Regions from separate parts of the Mus musculus genome. Here region 2 is linked to region 1. Evidence: chromatin contacts called from public HiChIP or PLAC-seq data. All regions are on one chromosome and are shown on one strand. Each heading gives the region's core, a stretch centred on a gene start, on an enhancer-like site or on the middle of the called end of the contact. The rest is flanking DNA. Distances are from core to core; before and after follow the strand shown. Region 1 overlaps Osgin2 (oxidative stress induced growth inhibitor family member 2). Region 2 has its middle 44 kb from the start of Ripk2.

What was found. HiChIP or PLAC-seq counts read pairs in DNA pulled down with a chosen protein or histone mark.
Region 2: an H3K4me3 HiChIP or PLAC-seq map of bone marrow-derived macrophages shows a contact between it and region 1, with 2.3 times the contacts expected there. The contact joins two enhancer-like sites. A contact is called at or near these places in 5 of 39 promoter capture datasets (the C10 cell line, the HPC-7 cell line, hippocampal neurons and 1 more), 2 of 484 Hi-C or Micro-C datasets (bone marrow-derived macrophages and liver), 1 of 115 datasets of contacts at active chromatin or transcription factors (bone marrow-derived macrophages) and 3 of 9 other capture datasets (adipose tissue, liver and pancreatic islet).

Annotation. Positions count from the first base shown.
Region 1 is chr4:15,993,882-15,997,443 of GRCm38.p6, forward strand. Osgin2 (oxidative stress induced growth inhibitor family member 2) reads right to left here. Exons shown (of 6, transcript NM_145950.5): 6 at 2,473-3,562. Among named protein-coding and RNA genes, the nearest start is that of Osgin2, 18 kb to the right of the region's middle. Within about 2 kb of position 1,875, at least 47 of the 459 cell types and tissues checked have an H3K27ac peak or open chromatin away from gene starts, as enhancers often do. A contact at or near this core is called in bone marrow-derived macrophages, where this site is marked.
Region 2 is chr4:16,118,168-16,121,729 of GRCm38.p6, forward strand. No RefSeq gene overlaps it. Among named protein-coding and RNA genes, the nearest start is that of Ripk2, 44 kb to the right of the region's middle. Within about 2 kb of position 1,549, at least 11 of the 459 cell types and tissues checked have an H3K27ac peak or open chromatin away from gene starts, as enhancers often do. A contact at or near this core is called in bone marrow-derived macrophages, where this site is marked.

The DNA of each region.
Region 1 (3,562 bases), core at 625-3,124:
GACAGGAAAAATATCAAAGGAAATAGGTAAATGCGACTTTATCAAAATTTCAAAGTTTGGGCTGGGGATGTAGTTCAGTTGGTAGAGTGGTTGCCTAATGTGCAGAGTCTTAGATTCTTTCCAGCACCACAGTAAATGCTCTTCATCTCTGGGCCATCTCTCCTGCCCATACATGGAATTGTAACAAAACCACTGGAACTGAAACTAGAGACCTTTAGTGCCTATTCCTTCCTTGTGTCGAGGAAGAGCAATGCTTTAGACATATGCTCACTGTTTCACAAACGAAGAATTTGAAAGTGTAATGAAGGATGAGAATAAAATAAAAGCCCGTATTTATGACTCTATAAAGTGAAGTAGTATGTTCTGAGGTCTGGTCAAAGGTAGAGAGTAGCTGATCCAGACACTTACATATAATTGTAAAGGGACACACACAGTGTCTCATAAAGACCCAGCAAATAGTTACCTTGTTTCTTGGTATGTTCTAACTAAAAGAGGTGAGATTGTTTGGATTTTTACACATACATTATTTGTGAATAGATGTTGTCTTCTAGTTGGTTTGCCTTTTCTCTCACCCTATTAAATTGATTGACCATTAAAATAATGTTGAGGACTCAGAGCAGGGCGGTGCTGACTGCATTCCCTCTTATGTTCTGTATGAGGTTTGTTAAGTCTTCAGAAATTCCACTACCATAAGCGTCACTTAAAGGTCAGTATGAACTGTTGTGTCTAAAATAACTTGAGTCACAGCTGGACAGTGATTCCAGCCCCTTCATATGAGCTCATTGTGGGTTTTGTGGTTTAGCCTTTATAGGCTAGCCCTGAGAAATGTTCAGGGTTCTACCTTCAATTCTCAAAGTCTGAGCTATGTCCCTAATCAATCAGCCTTGGGGGTGTGCATTCAATACACTATCCCTGTCTAAGACAGGTGTTTGAGTGGTTTGTGGGGCAACTCCTGAACCCAAACATGTTATGTTTGAACATGGCTATTCAGACTTTTCATTTCTTGTAGCAGCTTTGTTAGTTTGTCTCTTTCAAGGATTTTATCCATCTCTTGTGCTTTCATATTAAGTTCTGCATTTCTGTTATACTGCTATCTCCTTTTCCATTCTCATTATTAGAGCTTTGTTCTTGTCTGGCTGGCTAGGAACATGTCAAGCCTTAAGATTTTGAAGGCCACTTCATTTTCTATTAATTAAGTGATTTTCACTATTTGCTTTTTTATACTCAGGGACAAATTTGCTCTAGCCACTATAGATCATTTAAGACCAATATTAGTACCTGAAACTCTCAGTCTGTATTGCTGTTGACAGCTGTGTGCTATTCAGTTTTTCCTCACCTTTTCAGCCTTTTCTTATTCATTTTAGCTCCTGAATTGGTTTTGTAGCTTTATCAGTTTTTAGCTAATGTTAAAATATGTAACAACCCACTTTAATAACAACACTTAATGTATACTGTTTTTAATGCCTTATAAAAGTATACCAACTATCTTATTATTTGAGCTTTAATTCATATTTTGATTTTAAGTGTTTTCTTCTTAACAGTCAGATTTTAAATACTTTTTGTAAAACTTCCTTCGTTTTCATGTAAACACATCTCATTAGGTTTACGCCCCTTCAATGTAAAGGCTAAGTGCAGTCTCATGTTTTCAATCTGAGTCTAGTTCACAATAAGGAGTTAAAAGAACTTCCTTTTTGAAAATAAATTTAGAAGATTACATCATTTCCTATTAACTGCTCCATCATGGTGGTTTGAATGAGATTCTTCCCCACCTGACCCAAGTCTTAGATATTTGAATATTTGGTTCCCCAATTGGAGGCTGTTTGGGAGAATTAGGTGTGGTTTTACCATATGACTGATGTTTTAAGAGTATGCATCACTTTCGAGTTCTCTCTGCTTCCTGTTTGTGGATCAAGATGTGCACCCCCAGCTGCTGCGTCAGTGCCACGCCTGCTTGCCTGCCTGCTGTCATGTTCCCCACCATGATAGTGATGGGCTCATTGCTCTGGAATACCCAAATGCATCCTTGCTTCTGTAAATTCCCTTGGTCACAATGTTTCCTTATAGCAATAGTAATATAACTAAGACATTCATACCTTAAATCTTTTTCACAATACTAATATTCCCATGTTCATTCATACTAAAGTACTACCTGTGTACATATTAGGGGTTACAAGGCATTTCTCCTGGCTGTGGTGACCTTGTGTATTTATTCTATTGTTTGTTTTTAATCCCCATCAGAAATTTTGAGGATTCTTTCAACAATTTTAAGTATGGTCTTTCCTCACCATAAGGAGGAGGTGCTCACATGCTAGAGGATGTACTTAGTTCATGAAAAAGAAGTCTAATACTAAAAAGTAAATGGACTTTTGGCCCAGAATTAATTGGCAAGAGGATAGTGCATGAGAGCTAATGCTTGAATGTGGTACCCTACTGGACAACCAGTACTGAAGGAGCTGGGAGAAGCTAGAGTTTGAGAGTGGTTCGTGTACCAGGTTTATTTAAGGACTATGGCATCTTATTCTTAAAATGTATTAAGTTCATCCCCTTCCCAACAACTGCAATGAAATATAAAACAATCTCCTTAAATATAAAGGAATGCCAGCCAGCATTATTTTACCCCAGAAATTACATTAATGATACTGCTATTTTCAATTTATAAGAGACATTAAAGAAAAGCATCAGTCCAACCCAGAGCTCAAGCCCGGGCAAGGAGGAGACTGCTCAAGTATGGTCAGACACGTGTCATTTTAAAAGGGTGTGTAGTCACTCAGAGAGTAGTTACATTTTTATAAAGGGCTAGAAGTAGATGTGACAGGTATAGAACGGTTAATGGTTGTCAGGAGTAACCAGGAGGTGTGCTAGCTATCAGCAGACTAAACAGCACTGGCGGTGAGCCATGACCACTCAGCATCTAAGCTAACACAACACTCAACAGCAGGTTGTCCATTTAAGGTACTGCAAACAGAAGTTCAGTGAGCGCATTCCAGATAAAATTATACACCCCACCCCACCCCACCCGCACCACCAAGGGAAAAAAACTTTGAAAAATTTAATTTCCCAAGAACCCTGGAAGACTTTGTTTAGCAGTAACACATTTCACAGTTTCTATGGAAATGCAATTGAGACTATTAGAGGAGATAAATCTAATAACCACTGTGGGCTATGGTATCATTTCCTATGAATGAACACTGTTACAGATCTCAAAATAATCACTTTGAGAATGGGAAAGGGCACAATCTGATTTTCCACATTAACCTTTAATAATTCTGCCAATACCCAAACAGTAACCGTGCCCCAAATCATGTTTCATTAATAGAAATTAACTCAGTGTTCACACAAGGGTAAGTAGTTCCATCCACAATTTATTGAATTACAAATCAGATTCATTAGCTGTTATGATGGCTAAACAGAATAAATCTCTAAAAAGTATCTTAGTGGGTTCTTGGATGTCAGCATTATTGAAATATTAAATTATGAGAAGTTAAAGATATCAAGTACCTATCTGTCAAAATCTCAACTTGTAAAAATATTTTTAATGACCATCATATTTGATAATAAATTA
Region 2 (3,562 bases), core at 299-2,798, 120 kb after region 1:
TCCCTCTCCCTCCTGCTATAGCCGTTTGTGATTCCATTTACCGTCTACCCCTGAGGTCCAGAATCAACTCTGTCTCAAGATTCTTCACTTGAATCAGGTTTATAAAACATGGCGGCCTTTACAGGGCCCCAGGTTAGGCTGAGATGCTTTCATTACTGAGTAAAGTAAACTCTATCCATAGAGACTGACAGGTCAGCATGGCTGGCTCAATGGTAGACTTAGAAGGTGAGATCTTTCAGATTCAACTTGAAAGAGAAAGAGAACATTAAGGTAGTAGAACTCCCAGAAATCTGAGGTCCAGAGGACAGCAGATAACCTGAGTGAAGCAGATACAATAGAAGCATTTGAAGAAGTGAGAAGAAGACCAGGAAAGCAGAAGCCAGAATTTGGAGGTCTTTGGTCTTTGTGTTCTGGGGGAAAGACCATGACAGAGTGGTAATAAAGGGAGAGATAGACATCAATGTTGTCCCTGGATCTACTGTCTAAGTTGTATTAGGGAAACATGCCTATTTTTTTTGAACTACCGGGAAATATTACATTATAAAAATACATAGACTAAGATAGATATGGTTCACATCTGCCTTTATGGAATGTATTTAATGAGAATAAGGCTAATAGACAATAAATAATAAAACTAAATATTTATACTTGGACGTATAGTACTGAAGGAACACATAGAGTGATGTGAACGAGTAACTAGAAACTACTCAGCTGTTGCCCAGGGACCTCCTTTCAGAGGACACAGGATTGAGTTGAGAACCAAAGAGCAAGAAGCCAGGAAAAGATGACCATAAGGATCCATTTGTGAAAGGAGGAGAGATGCTGTCAGCAAGCCTCAGAGGAACAAGGGAGGAAGTGATATGGCCTGAGCTTGAAGGGATCAGCACACTCAGATTTCACAGAAAATGAGAAGCCACTAAACTGTATTACTCCAGCAGATAGATTCCTTGGATGGATTTACTTTTGAAATGCCAGGTAGTTGGCAAAGAGATGCTGTCTATCAGTGATGGGGAAGTGCAGTGGGGATGAAAAGGTTGCAGAATGAAGATGAGCTTTGGAGATTGAAGGGACAGCACTGGGAATGGATATGAATGGTGGGGGTTTTAAAGTAGTTTAAAGCAAAAGCAGAGGGTCAGAAGAGTCAAACTTGTCTGTAAGTGATGATACTGTTAACTGGGAAAATAAACAGAAGAAGCAGGTTGCTTTGGATGTATGTGATAGTGAGGGATGTCAAGGTCAGCTTTGGAATGTGGAGTTTCTTGTGGGGTAGTCACATGGGCATGTCTAGAGGGAAGTGAATCTGGAGTTCAAGATAAAAGGCTGACTTTGGGAGCCATGGGTGTCTGGGTAGTTAGTTATTAGGACCTTTAAGGGGGATGAGGTTGGTCAGGGAAATGATGTAGAACACCCAAAACAGGAAGTTCCATACTGAACTTGAACTAGGAAGAATACCCAAAGCCCTTGACCAGGGAGGAAGGACTACGCTGTAGGAGGAAAGTGCAGAGGGTGGTGGCGCCCTCCATCCCTGTGAAACCACTAGCTAAAGAGGGAGTGTACAGCCACATCACATGAGAGCTGGTTTGGAAAGCTTCCTAGCTTTAGGAACAAAGAAGATGTGTTAGTCATTGAGGGCAAGAACAGTTTCAGGGGAGTGGCTCAGACAGATGGCAGATTAAATGGTTGAGGACTGAATGATGGAGGGACTAACTAGGGTGATGCAAAATATCAGACCTTTCACAGACAGCATCCCCACAAGGTCTGGGCACAGTTCATAGATGTACTGGTAAGACAAGTAAATAAGTTGATATGGACCCATGCACGAGAATTTGCTCAAATTCACTGACATTTAAAAATGTTCTTAGTCTTGGACTCAAGACGTTCGATTCCTAGATATGTTTCCTAATATTTTAAGCTTTCTAAAGAATATTCATATGCTTATTAGTATGAGCTTATAAAGATAACTTTTATTTCTAACAATTTCATATATGCACACTGACCTTCCTTGCATACTGACCTTTTCACCTTTCTACTACGTCTATTCACCTTCCCTCATCTTCATAGAACTCTTTCTCATGTTTATGTCTATTTATTTTATTTAATATCTCACCAATATTAACCAGAGCCATTTGTGTGACTGTGGGTTTGGAGCTGTCCATCACAGCCAAGTATGCTCAACTGGGGGAAAACAGCCACTTCCTAGAATTTATTGATGGCCAGTAGTGGAGAGGGAAAGGCAGGACCCATGAGCACTCTGTACTCCTTGACTCATTGTTGATAGAGCTACTTGTATAGCTCAGGGACCTACAGTTGATGTGTTACTAATTAAAATGGATATACCCAGTTTAGGGAATGAAGCTCTGTATCCCTTTTCCTATAGTCTAGCTCCTACATATTTCTTTAGTCCCTGTTTTAAAATGTTTCCAAAGCCTTAGAGAGCATGGTAAAAGTGACTTGTTTAAGGCTGGGCTTGTCTTGGGTTGTATTGTTTAGTTTAGTTTACTTAATTCAGATAGCTGTCTCATTACATGTAATTTAAGAACATTCAAGTAAGAACCCAAATAAAACCAGATGTTAATTTGTCTTTAAACATTATAGCCAGTGATACTACATTTGTCTATAATCTCTCCAATATAAAACCACATCCACACCTTGGTGGCCACCAACTGTGAGGGTTTGAAGTTCCCTGTTTTAGCACTTTGGACTTCCTTTTTTTACTCTCTGACTATCTGGAGGGAGCTCAATAGGGATTACAAGGGAACCAAGCTCAACCTTGGCATAGTGTGGCCAATAGAGGCTTCCAGTAAGTGTTCAAAATTAAGAAGGCATGCAATTTGCACAAAATTAAGCCTTTCTCCTTTCCTTAATGAGAAGGTTCAAAACAAAACAAAAACTATTATTATGTAGCTCAAATGATACAATGTTCTGAATCTCTGTTCTACATAAAAATAATTCTACTTATTATTGTCTGTATTTGCATACATCTTGGGAAGCAGGACTTAAAGCGAGCATCTTGCCCTGTTCTGCAGCTTTCATTTCACTATTCACTAGAGTTATTTAGAAAGTGCCCACTCTATGCCAGGCCTTGTTGTGTGCTGACTGGTCATACTTAGCACAGGGTGTCACTTCCCTCAAAACAAGGACATGCAAACATTCAGTATAGGTCACAGTGAAAATTGTCCGCTGAAACCAGTAATACCACTAAAGGAGGACAGCTTATTGAAGATTCATCTTAATTGTTAACACCATAGGGATTTGCTTTATTTTGGGGGGGGGGGCACCATGTTCCAAGACAGAGTTTTTCTGTAGCCCTGGCTGTCCTGGAAATCACTCTGTAAACCAGGTTGACCTTAAAACTCAAGAGATCTGCCTGCCTCTACCTTCCTAATATTAGGATCAAAAGCATGTGCCACAACTGCCCGGTGATACCATCTTCTTATTGTTCAGTGTGTTCTATTCATGTAGAAAGTTGTGGGGCTGTGACGATGGGTGACTATACATAGGTATTCCTTACAGTAAGTCACAGGAGAACAACGGGTGGGTTATAAGCATGTAACCAAGACAG